2 separate regions of the Sus scrofa genome follow, and region 2 is linked to region 1. A link is a contact called in public HiChIP or PLAC-seq data. All regions are on one chromosome and are shown on one strand. The core of a region is the stretch at or near the end of the contact, and the rest is flanking DNA. Distances in the headings are between cores, read along the strand shown.

Region 1 (6,326 bases), core at 2,840-5,339:
CGCCCCCCCCCCTCCTAAGCCGGGCTGGGAGGAAGGGTGCAGGGGGCCGGGGGGGGGGGGGGGGCAGCCTCGAGGTGGGGCCTGGGGCCTGCGCCCGGTGGGAGAGGAGAGAATCGGGGAGAGAAGGGACGCTTCAGCCCAGAGCCTCCCCGCCTCTCCTTTCCTCTGCGTTCCCAGCCCTCCCCGCTCCCCTCCCAGGCCCGACAGGGGAGGATGGGGGGCCGGGGGCTCCTGTCAGTCTGAGCTGGAGAGCTCCCCGCGCTTCATTAACATGCAAATTAGCAAGTTCTGACTGGCTGTGGCAGCAACGGGCAGCCACCCTCCCAGCCCCACGAGTGTGTGTGTGTGTGTGTGTGTGTGTGTGTGTGTGTGTGTGCACGCTCGTCTTCTCTGGCGGGGCTGGGAAAGGAAGGAGCAGCTCTCGTTACCCTGGACTCCACAGACAGCAGTATACATGGGTCTCACACACACAGACACACACACACACACACACCTACACAAAGACACACTCACACACACACCCATGCTACACACACGCAGACACACGTGCAACACATCCTGCATACATGTGCACACCACCTACAGACCCTCCTGGTCCCAGCCAGCCAGCCACGTGTCCACAGCTTAGGGACACTTCTGGACACACAGTCGCACACACACGACTTCCCCCACAGCGGTCACAGCCTCCACCGCCTCAGACTGGCATATGCCAAGCTCCTCCCCCTTCCAAACACACTATCTTACACCCTTACACACAGCCTCCCACAGAAGCAAACCCACAAATGCACTGTCCCCGACACAGCCACAGACACACACAGACACACAGACACAGACACACACACACACACACACACACACGCTCAGCCTCAGGGGATCCCACCAGGGAATCCCACCAGGTCATACTGAGGCACACGGTCCGGTGGGAGGCAGGCCCCGAGGTGCCACACTGTGCCCTGGGGCACGGCCACCACCCCCAGATCCTCCCCAGCAGCCTGTCCCCTGGTCTAGCCTCGCGGTTGGGTTTCTTGTACTGTTGGCCCCTCTGCTCGGACCCCCACCCTGAGCCCCCTTCCCCCAGCCCACCTGTACCACCTGCCTGCCTTCACCCGCCCTGGTAGCAGGCTCGGCCTCTCTCCCCAGGGTCGGGCCCCTCCTGGGGGCCCTCCCCGCCCTGCCGCTTCCCTGGAGAGTGGCCTTGGTTGTGCTGCACTGGAATTGCCTGTTGGTGTGTCTGCCTCCATGGGGCGGGCGGGCGGGGAGCTCAAGGAGGCAGTCCGTGGGGGCCCAGCTCTGTCCCCAGTGCTCAGCTCACTCTCATTTCCAAGCTATTTGTGCAGCAGCAGGTGGAGCGGGAGTGGCAGTGAGGGGTCCGTGCTGGTAGGTACACAGCCGGCACATACGCAGCGGCCCCTTGAGGGAGTGCCCATTGTGACAGATGAGCAGACTGAGGCAGAGCCTGGCCAAGATCCCACGGACCTTCAGTGACAGGCACAACTGGAACCTGAACTCGGGCTGTCCGGCTCAGCACAGCCTGCACCTGCAGGTGCCAGGCAGAGATGGCAGGGTTGGGGTGCGGAGAGCAAAGCGGGGGAAGGGCAGAGCAGCAGGAAGCGTCCCCGTCCTGAGGAACAGAGGGGTTCTCAACCTCTGAGAGGTCACTGGTCATGCAGGCTCTGGGCCGTGGGATCCCGGGGCATCAGGGCTGGGAGATGAACCAGGACCAACGCCCCACTTTCGAAAGGGGGTGACTGAGGCCGGGGAAATGACGCCCACTTCTTCACTATCTGCTGCGTGCAAAGCACTCTCATCTGGACGACCTCCTTTAATCGTCAAAACAACCCAGTGAGGCTGGCGCTCCTATTAGCTCCATTTTACAGGTCAGAAAAGTGAGGCTTGGAGTTCCCTGGTGGCTCAGCAGGTTAAGGATCCAGGATTGTCACTGCTGTGGCCCAGGTTCGATCCCTGGCCTGGAAACCTTCACAGGCTGTGGGTGCAGCCACAAAGAAGGGTAAGGCTCAGTGTGCCTGCACGTGCCCAGGCCGGTGTGGTGGACGCCTGTGGTTTCGTCTTCAGGAGCCATTCCCCCCATGCTAACGCTGCTTTGGGGATGGGGGCTGCCATCCTTGACGGCGCCCAGCCTCCTGGGCTCTGCCTATTGGCTCCGCGCTGGACGCGTGATTCACACTGGGCCAGTTGGAGCCCTGGCTTAAGAATTTTGAACTTGGGCCCAAGGTGAGTTTCTGGAATTTTCAGCAGCAGCCCAGATTCCTTTCTAGAAGAAGAAGGGAAACTGGCAAACAGGCTGAGGGGCCGGGAGGAATAGCTCGGAGGCTTCAGCGTGATCTCGGCTTGCTGGGCAGATGCCAGCCCAGGCCTCTCCTTCCTGCTCCCCCCTCCCCGCTTGTCGAGGACCCACCTTCACCCAGGGGCCCACAAGTGTCCTGGGGGATAGAAGCCAGGCAGGAGGAGGCTGCGTCCAGTGGGTGACTTGGGGGGGCGGGTGCCGAGGCCAGACTCAGGGCACACACGGCTTCACTCCTGCTGGACAGTGGGGGGTACGTGGCTGAGGGCCATCCCTGAGTGGCCCTCGCGTCCTAACCCTCACTCTGCCCAAGACCAAGGCCTTTGCCACTTGCTCCCTGTGCCCAGAAGGGCGTCTGGAGTCCGGGAGGCACTCTCTGTCCATTTGTGAAGCGAATGTATGAGGCCGCGCCCAGGGCTCATTCACCAGGGTCGGGGGCCTCCCTGCTGACCTGCCCTCTCGGGTCCCTTTCACAACCCCCTTCCTAGCCTTTGGGGTCTCTCATGTAGTCTAGGGCGTGGGTGCGGGTGGCTCGATCCAGGCAAGCCGCATTCAAGTTGGGGGGCGCTGAACTCAGCAGAGTGTCTTTTGAATGCAAAAGGCCAGGAGCGCATGCCCAGGTTTCTCTGTGACGCCAGGGCCACAGCGGATGGTGAATCCGGCTCTGTGTGACAGTCCCCGGGTTGTGTGCCACAGCAGCTCCAATCAAAGCCGGCCAGCTGAGGTGGCTGGCAGGTGGGGCTGGGGCTGGAAGACCCTCAGAGAGCAAGTGAAGACATTTGGTGAGAGGAGGTGGAGAGAGCCTACTGTTTAGTCACTCGGTGTCATCAGACTCCATGTCGGCTGCTGAGCTGGAACTCGAACCCTGGACTCCGGACAGCCAGGCCCCCAGGGTTGCCGTCTGAATTCCCCTGAGAGAATCTTAGACTGACCATTTGCTTCTGAAGGTGGCCTGGGGCATCCTGCCCTGTCCCCCAAGCCCAGCCCTTTCCCAGACCCAGAGCGGGGCCCCAGGGGGGCCTGGCTGTGACCCACCCTCCCAGTTCAAAGGCCACTGTGAGGCCTGAACCTTCTTCTCGGGGTGTTTGACCCAGGAGAGGGCCCCAGGTCTCTGGAGAGAAAAGAAAGGCCCAGACCTGCCCTGCGGGCCAGAGCCCCTGAGCAACTTTGAGAGGCACCCCGAATTCCACCGAGGTCGAATGGAGGTGTCCGTGTTTCTGGCTCGGGTTCCTCGGCTTGGCAGCCGCCACCAGCCCTTGGCACAGACACGGCCTCCAGCTGGGGGCTCCAGGGCTGAGCGTGGTGGGCCAGCCAGGGCAGCCCTTCCCAGCCCTGGCAACCAAGGGTTAACAGGCTGGGGGAGGCGGGAGCAGCAGTCGTTTGGCTAAGGAGCCTTGTTAATTGATTCCCTCATTCCCATTTGTTCCTGCTAAAGAGAGACAGATGAGAGGGAGCCCGCCAGGCCCGGCTTGGCACCCGGCAGCTTGGCTGGGCACAGCTGTGCTCCTGGCGCTGGTATCTCTGTGGGGGAGGGGCTGGTCACAGCAGAGGTGAGGAGGTGGGGCCGTCTCATCGCTGCCCCGTGCCCCTCTGCTCACCCTGGGCACAGGCGGAGCCCAGCTCGGCGTGCTCTCGGGGAGGACAGGTTTTTTCCTTTCACCTGTGACACCTCTCTGATCTTTCGGCCCACGCTGTCGCCACCCGCCGTCTGGGAACTCAGGGGCAAATGCCGGAGGCAGCTCCCGCCCGCCCGGCGGGCTCACCGCAGGCCCCTGCCAGCAGGAGGCCCAGGCAAGCCTTCTGCCTGGAAGAAGGTCAGCTCCGGCCTGTCCAGTTGAGTTCTGTGGCTTGGTGAGGCAGGCTGACATCCATGTCACAAAGCTGGCATCCTTGTCATGGCCACAGGCTCTGTCTGAATCCCCTGGCCCTGTCCTGCCTCAAACTCAACTTTTTATATGCTCCGGGCCCGCTTTCATCTCAGCCCAGCTCTCTGGTGCCTGTTAGATGGGACTGTTCCGGATCGGGCCCGGCAAGGGCCCTACCACTTTCCCCAGAGAGAAGGGCATTTGACTGTTACAGTGCCGGCGAGCATGGAGGTCCCGAGTTCAAATCCTGGCGCTGTCGCCCTTAACTAGCTGCATAATATCGACAAGGACTCTTTGAGTCTCTTTTTTTTTTTTTTTTTTTTTTTTCTTTTTTGCTTTTTAGGGCCACTCCTGCGGCATATGGAAGTTCCCCGGCTAGGGGTCGAATCAGAGCTGCAGCTGCTGGCTTACACCACAGCCACAGCAATGCCAGAGCTGAGTCACCTCTGTGACCTACACCACAGCTCAGGGCAACGCCAGACCCTTAATCCACTGAGCAAGGCCAGGGTTCAAACCCACATCCTCGTGGATGCTTCTTGGCTTTGTTACCTCTGAACCGCAACGGGAACTCCCAAGTCTCAGTTTTCTCATATGTGACACGCGGTAACACCAGCACCTGTCTATGGCAGACTGTGCGATTGGTCGCAGTTCCCCACTCCTCCGTGACTGCGCCCCACGCAATACAGCTTCAGAGCTCCTCCCCATCCCTTTGCATCTGGGTGTGGCCTTGTGACCTGCTTTGGCCAACAGAATGTGGTAGATAGTGCCCGTGCCAGTTCTGAGCCTGAGCCTCAAGACGTCTTGCACACTTTCGTCTGTTCTCTTGGAAGCCTGCCCCGCTGCTGTGTGGAAAAACGTAGGCTGTCCTGCTGGACGAAGAGACACACATGGCTCGGTCACCCCATCCCCCAGATGACAGCCAGGCACCTCCCAGAAGTGGAGCCACTTAACTAGCCGCTGGCTGCAGATGCCTAAGTGAACCCAGCCAAGACCGGAACTGCCCAGCGGAACTTTCCCAAGCACAGAATCCTGGACTTCACGAGTGGTTGTTGTTTTAAGCCAGGAATGTTGGGGTGATTTATTATGCAGCAAACGCTAACTGATACACTCTCTCAGATTATTGCTCATCATGCTCAAAAAGTGAGAAAATGGAAGCAAGCTACCCACAGAGTGCCTGGCACACCGCAGGTGAGCAGCGAGTAAAGTTTCTATTACAGTTGCCCTGGGTAGAGGCGGGGTCACCGATTAAGGGCCCCTGTGTTGAAAGTGTCCTCTGCAGGCACTGGAAAGTTCAGGGGCGTTCTCGAATCCGCCCCTCACACAGCTAGTCTGCAGCAGTGATGAAAGCACTTATGACGTTATTCAGCTCGTACCCTGCGCCGGGCTCTGTGGCAGCTATTTACGGGCCTTCTCTCATCTCATCTTCCCTTGACCTTGTAAGAAAAGCATGCTCCTTTACATGCTATTTCATCTTCTACCTTCATCATCTCATTTATTTTTATTTCTTACACTCTCACCCTTCTAAATCAGCAAACTGACGCTTGGAGATGCGAAATCTAACTTAACCAAGGCCACGTGGCTAGTGGGTGGCTCGAGGGATTTCCACCGCCTTCTACTGCTGCCTGCTTTGCCAGTTCAGCTTCGGGCGGCGGGCTCTTACTGGCAAAGCCTCGTCTCTTGGGAGATAAGGGTCTCAAACGTTCAGCCATAATCATTCTGTTCGGTTACCTTCTTACCCAACCGCTGCAAGAGTCTGGACACGATATAGTGCTTTTTAATCTTCTGCCCATAGCCCTAAAAGCCATCCACTGGCTGCCCTTCCTGGGCCTCCAAAGGGCAACTACTCACTTTTGCAAACTTTGGCAAATGTTTCCTCCTTCTCACAGTTTCCTTCCATCTCTTTGCTTGGGATTCGGCTGATACTTATACCAAGTAGGGGACACGGGGAGCCCTATCTGCTCAGCACTGTTTCTTGGGCCCACAGCCTTGCCCTACCCCCTCCAGCCCTGTGACGACACCGTGAGCTGCCACATTCTTACGGAAACCCTGCCCTGGCCATAGATGATTTGGTCCAAGGGTGGCACATAATTCAAGCCCAGCCAGTGAATATTCTTCAAATTTGTCAAGGGAAAATGAGAGTCCATCTTCCGAAGAAGTTA
Region 2 (6,104 bases), core at 3,172-5,671, 120 kb before region 1:
CAGGCCAGCCTCCCTCGATGGCCCCCGGGAAAGGCCGGGCAGGGGGAGAGGCTGGGCAGGGGGAAAGGCCAGGCAGGGGGAGAGCAGGGCCGCCTGGCAAGAGCGGTCTCCTTCGGAGCCCAAGGAGCTCTTCCTCCCCCTCCAAGAGCTGAACCCCGTCGGCACAGCCGAAGGGCGCTCCTTCCCAGGCTCGATTACGAACTCTCTGCCTCCCTGGCCAGACAAGCCTCTCAGTGGCCTTGGGCTCCTTCCAAAATCAAAGCTTCCTTCAAAGGAAGCAGGCGATTCACCGCAGAAGCGATTCGGAGAATGACAGCTGGGGGAAAGTCTGAGGGGTCGAGGAGACACTGGCTTAGTGTCAGCCAGGCACGAACAGGCCCTGCCCGCCATTAGCTCCTGTAATCCCGTCCACCCCATTCTGAGTATGAGAAGCCACCGTTTTCAGAGGAAGAACCATTGTAGACACGAGCTCTTTTTCCCGCAGTTGCACAGCTAGTGGACGGAGGAGCTGGGGTCCCATCCAGCACCCCTGCCCCCCTTGAACACACCAAAGAATAGCAGAGCAAGGCTCAGGAGCCTGGATTCTGGCCCCAGCCTTGCAGCCAAACGGTTACCTGATGGATAAGCTTGATAGCACTTTATAGTTTCCAAGTGCTAAGCACGCAGTGTCTTATTGGATTCTCAGATCAGCCCATCCGACAGATGAGGAAACTGAGGCTTTCAGGGGTCTGACACCTCCCCAGTCCTACCCAACTGCAGGCACGAGTGGCTGGACTGGCTTTTGAATCCCGTCTTTTTTTTTTTTTTTTTTTTTTTTTTTTTTTTTTTTTTTTTTTTTTTTTTTTTTTTTTTTTTTTTTTTGTTTTTTGTTTTTTGGCCTCCTGCGGCTATGAGTCCGGCTGGTCATGAGCTGACCACCTCACCAGGCCACAGCTCGGATCGAGCCGTCTGCACTACCACAGTCACCAACGGATCTTAACCATGAGCAGGCAGGACGAACCGCCTCTGGTCTAGTCGATTCGTTACCACTCCCACGCTCTGATCGTCTTTGACCCAGAGTTTGTACAACTCACAAAGAAAGCTGGTGCTTCACCAAGCCAAGCCTCTTCTCTTGAATTCATTCTCCGGTCGGTGAAAATAAAGGGCTGGATTAAATCTGTAGGCAAATCAGTAGTTCCCAGCCCTTTCATTTTCTTTTGATGTGAAATTCATAGACACTCTGATAACTTAAAATATTGTCAAGCAGGGGACACTTAAAAAAAAACATTTTCACCTTCAAAAAGCTAGGAGGATAGAACCTCAGAGGAGCAGGGAGACCAAAAAATAGTAACTGAGAACAGAATTCCTCTAAGGAATTAACTACGTTTCGCTTCGTATAACCCCCTAAGGAGCCCTTGGAGTTGGATCCACTGGCTCCCTGGGGCTGGCTGGAGTGGCCAGAGGGGAAAAGGAGCCAGAATAATTCTCCGCCAAAGAACTGATTTGCACTGGGGCCTTTGGAAGCACGAGCAAGTTAGTGGCACGAAGAGGACAGGCTGAACGGAGAAGTCCAGGCACAGAGCAGGGGACGCAAGTCCCAGAGACCACTCGTGAGAGCTCCCCATGTGGGAGGCAGAAAAATGACCAAAGGCCCCCGAGGAGAGGGAGAGCTAGTATTCAATTTCAACCAGCAGGTGTCTGCTTTCCTGTGCCAGTCATCCAGCTGAAAGGCCAGATCTCCCAGCAGAGAGCTCCTGCTCACTTCAAGGAACTGGCTGTTAAAGGTTGGGTGCCCTGGTCAGGGATCGTTGGAGTCCGGCAGACCTGGGTTTGAGGCCCTGCTCCATCACCTGGAAGTTACATGCCTGCCCTAAGCTGCAGTTTCTTTCTCTGTGCAATGGATATTATATTCCCTGCCTTGGAGGTTGATATGAAGCATACGTGGGACCATGAATCTAGCCTAGTCCTTGCTACTCAAGCCCTCCATAATTAGCCACTTGGCTGCCTGCTATTGCTAACCATGGTTATTTGGCTATTCACAATTTTATGTACTATGGCAAGCTTGTTAGAGGTTTTTGTTGTGGGGGGGAGGCTGGCTTTGCCGCTCTTCAGTCAAGCCAGGATCAAGCAGGAGTATCATCTGGAAAGGGAGGGAGGAGATCACCTCCTGCCCCCACACCCCGGCCCTTCCTGCTTTTTCAAGGCTGAGTGCTGTCTGTGTCTGAGAATCAGCTCCCTTGCAAATGACAGCATCTCCTTCCAGGGCCGAGCCCAGAGGGCAGGGTTCCTGCCAAGGACAGGCTGAGGGCTGTGGGGAGAGGGAGGAGGCAGAGAAGATGGGAATGAGCAGGAGGAGATGTGAGGAGGAAGAAGAGCTTCCAGGACCGACAGTCAATCACAGGGGCGGAGAGAGGATGTGGGCTTGCACGCATGCTTGGATACGCGACCACACTCGTGCACCAGGTAGCAGGTGCGTGTGGGTTGCGTGTCTGGGCGTGACTGTGTTTGAATGAGTGTGTGGACACGTCAAGGTATGAGCATATCAGCGTGTGACTCTGCTTGTGAGGGGCTGGCTGTGTATGTGTGTGTGAGCAGTTCACATGCACGTGTGCCTTGGGTCAGCGTGGGCGGGCTGGGCCGGAGAACGGGGTTGACCGTGACTCCCTGAGGGTCGGAGGAGGCTCTGCCCTGGAAGAGAACCTGAGCAGGGCTGTGAGGTGGGGGCTGACACATGGGATGTCTGAAAGGGGAGACTGGGCAGCTTTCTGCAGGAGCCCCTGACTCCCCGACTCACCCCACCCCGCAACTGCCTGTGTTCTCTCCTGGTCTGTACCGGCGCGGCACCCCCGGCACCCTCAGCACCCCTCCTGCCGGCTGCTGGCCTCCAGGGTGGGGCGGGAGGAGACAGGGCGGGAGGGGAGGGGAGCGGTGACCAGCCTCGCGCCCCAGCCCTCGGTGCTGCTGGGGAAACATCCTCCTCCCGCCCCCACCCCCCCCAGCCGCCGTGATTCCTGCTGCGAGGGAGAGAGGAGCCCTCCGTTGCCATGGCAACGTAGCAGCCCTGCTTCTCAGCCTGAGCCCAGGCTCCTCCGAGCCGAGCCGTGGAGGGAGTGGGAAGAAAGCCCCTCCTGGGCATCTGAGCCCCCACCACGTGCCTCACCTCTCCGCTCCCCACCCTGTGTCCCTGGTGCCTCTCTGGTGCTCCCGACCCCACGGGGATGCCCGAAGTGCTCACCTGCCCCCAGGCCTGGGGACCTGTCCTGTCTGCACAAGACGGAGCACGAGCTCCGGAGAGTGACAGGCTGGGGCTGAGTTCCAGTCTTTGCTTATAAAACGGTCCTAACGGTACCAGCTCCCGGGGCTCTTGTGAGCAGCATTTAAAGCAGTGCTCGCGGAAGTGCTGTGTGAATTCAGAGTGTGGGTCAGAGTGGGCCCCTGTGGAGTTTGGATTGGCCCAGCCTCGTCCAAGGGGTGGCCTGTCCCTTGCAACTCCATCCTCGTCCTCCCTCCCACAGAAACGCACGTGGGCTCGGGGAGGTGCACACGGGGCTGCTGGGGCAGGGGCTCTCCAGCAGCAAAAAATCGGCAACAACCCCGCGGTCCATCCACAGAGAGGTGGTGGAGTAAATCACGGTGCGTCCGGTCTTCCAGCCCTCGGAAGGGAGTCCGCGAGGGCTGACGTGGCACAATCGCCCGTCAGGTTGCCAAGTCAGAGGAATCAAGTCGAACAATAGGTGTGTGGTGATCCCACCGATTACGCCCTGTTGTTGGCGCGTGACCAAGTGTTGATGTGTAAACGCCTGGAAGGGCTTCAGAGGTCAGACTGCTGGCCGTGGTTCCTTCGAGGAGGGCTGGGGCTGGGGAGGGGGCAGTGAGGGGGAGTTTGACTTCTCCTCCCCCCCACCCCCGCCTCCCCGTCCTTCTTTTCTTTTGAGGGCTGCACGCTCAGCAAAGGCAAGTTCCCAGGCTGGGGGGTCAACGTGGGGCTGCAGCTGCCGGCCCATACCACAGCCACGGCAACGTGGGATCCGAGCAGTATCTGCAACTTAGACCGCAGCACTCGAGGCAACACAGGATCTTAACCCACTGAGCGAGCGAGGTCAGGGATCGAACCCGAATCTTCATGGATACGAGTCCCATTCGTCACCACTGAGCCCCAAGGGGAACTCCGACTTCTTATCTCTCTGATCTGTTTGCCAGTATGGCAAATGTAATTTAAAAATAATGTGCCACTGCTGCGAGAGTTGAAGAGAGACGCTGCCCTTGCAGGAGGCCCTCGGAGCACAGAATTCCGTCCCGGAGCAGCTCACAGGAGGGGGGAAAGTCAGGAGGGCTTCCAGGAGAAGGTGAGCCGGATTTCCGAGCAGAGCCGCAGAGGGGAGGGCAGTCCGGGCACAGCTGAAAGGTCAGCAGTGAGGGCAGGTGCTCGGGGGAGAGGCCTCCTGAAACCGGAGAAAGAGCAGGGGAGCTGTCCTCATATGACGAGGAGCCCGGGCCGCTCGGCCGCGCCCTGCAGCTCCCGTCGTGGGTACATCACTCCCGCCGCCTGTGTCCGAGCCTCAGTGGTCAGTGGGGAAGCCTGTTGGATGCAGGCGGAGGGAAACTGTGAGGCCTCCTACCGATAGGAGAGATTTCTTCCGGGAGACCGTGGGAGGGCAGACCCGGTGGTAGTCAGGCTCCTGGCAAACCCTGGTCGACCCTTAAACCAGTGCAGCTCAGTCGACGCTCCCACTTACGAGGGCAGGAAACCTGGAGCCAGCGTGGATTCCTCAGCGAGGGAAGGAAGGGGAGCCCCGAGGTGACGGGGGTCTCAAGGACCTGCATCCTGCCGGCTGCGACCTATGCAGGTTACCGCGTGTGTTCAGTCTTCACAGGGCTGCGTGCGTTGCGGACACCTGTTCTTACAGACGAGGAAGCAGAGGTTCTGAGGAATCCATTCATTCAGTGCTAGTGGGGCCGCTCCCAGGGCAGACCCCGTCCCAGTTGCTGAGTAGAGGAAAAGTCGCTGTCCCCATGGCGCTTACCGCCTGGCGGGAGATAGGCATTAGAACAAATCAGTCTGTGACCTCGTGTCCGATGATACTGAAAATGCCGTGCAGAAAACAAAGCTGAGGAAACCTCGGGCCACTCCCGCTTTGGAGCAGAGGCTGGAATGAAGCCAGTGGGTGAACATGCTGAGCGGAGGCCCTGCGGTGGGAGCAAGGCTGCTCTGGTGGGGCGGGGGCGAAGGCTGGTGGGATGGTTGCCTGATGGGCAGGTGCAGTGAGAGAGGAGGAGGTTGAAGAGAAATGAGGCTGTCCTGGGCTTTGGAGGTCAGGCAAGAACGGTGGCTCCCCTTCTGCGTGTGTTGGAAATCGCTGGAGGGGGTGGACCTGGAACGTGACACCATCTCAGGTGCATGGTTTCAGAGGACCCCTCTGGCCACTGAGTGTCCGTGGGAGAGACAGGATCCAGGTGAGAAGAGGAGGGGGCTGATGTGTGGAGGTGATCAACAGCAGCCAGATGTGAACTGTATTTTTAAGGAGAACCATCAGGGTTCCGGCTGGGATGGACGTGGGCTGTGGGATGAAGAGGTGAGCGAAGGTTGACGCCCAGACTCTGGGCCGGAGCCCCTGGGTCAGTATCCTGCCATTCAGTGAGGTGGGGACGCGCAGGCTTGGGGACAGTGGGGATTCACTCTCATTTTGAGACGCCTTGGGACACGGAGATGTCCGGGAGGCTCTGGATGTATGAGAGGGGCTTCGGGGGGGTGACCAGACTGAAGCTATGAATGGGGACGTTATCAGCACAGAGACGTCTAACGCCGGGGAGGGGATGCGATCGCCTGGAGAGAGCGCGGAGGCAGAGGGGAGCAGGGGTCCCCCCGTGCTTCAGCAGGAGGACTCAGAAGGCTCTGCTGGCGTCACCCTGGAAGGGCTTCTCCGTGGCCCACGTGGGGCGTGCGCCTCAGGGCCCTGGCTCTTGGAACCAGCCAGCTTTGTTCAGAGGCGCTGGCCCGCCCCCAGTCCGTCTGGGGTGACGCCTAAGAACCGCGTGTCTCTCGGGTTGCTGGTGATGCGGCTGCTGGCGGGAGGAGCGCCCTTGGAGGGCTGCTGTCTAGGGAGGCAGACGTCGAGCGGGCAGCC

What was found. HiChIP or PLAC-seq counts read pairs in DNA pulled down with a chosen protein or histone mark.
Region 2: an H3K27ac HiChIP or PLAC-seq map of skeletal muscle shows a contact between it and region 1. The contact joins two enhancer-like sites. A contact is called at or near these places in 2 of 47 Hi-C or Micro-C datasets (epiblast stem cells and fibroblasts) and 1 of 2 datasets of contacts at active chromatin or transcription factors (skeletal muscle).

What each region holds. Positions count from the first base shown.
Region 1 is chr6:169,836,129-169,842,454 of Sscrofa11.1, reverse strand. No RefSeq gene overlaps it. Among named protein-coding and RNA genes, the nearest start is that of FOXO6, 41 kb to the left of the region's middle. Within about 2 kb of position 4,089, at least 16 of the 83 cell types and tissues checked have an H3K27ac peak or open chromatin away from gene starts, as enhancers often do. A contact at or near this core is called in skeletal muscle, where this site is marked.
Region 2 is chr6:169,952,453-169,958,556 of Sscrofa11.1, reverse strand. All of the region lies in intron 2 of LOC102166622, which reads left to right. Among named protein-coding and RNA genes, the nearest start is that of SCMH1, 44 kb to the left of the region's middle. Within about 2 kb of position 4,421, at least 7 of the 83 cell types and tissues checked have an H3K27ac peak or open chromatin away from gene starts, as enhancers often do. A contact at or near this core is called in skeletal muscle, where this site is marked.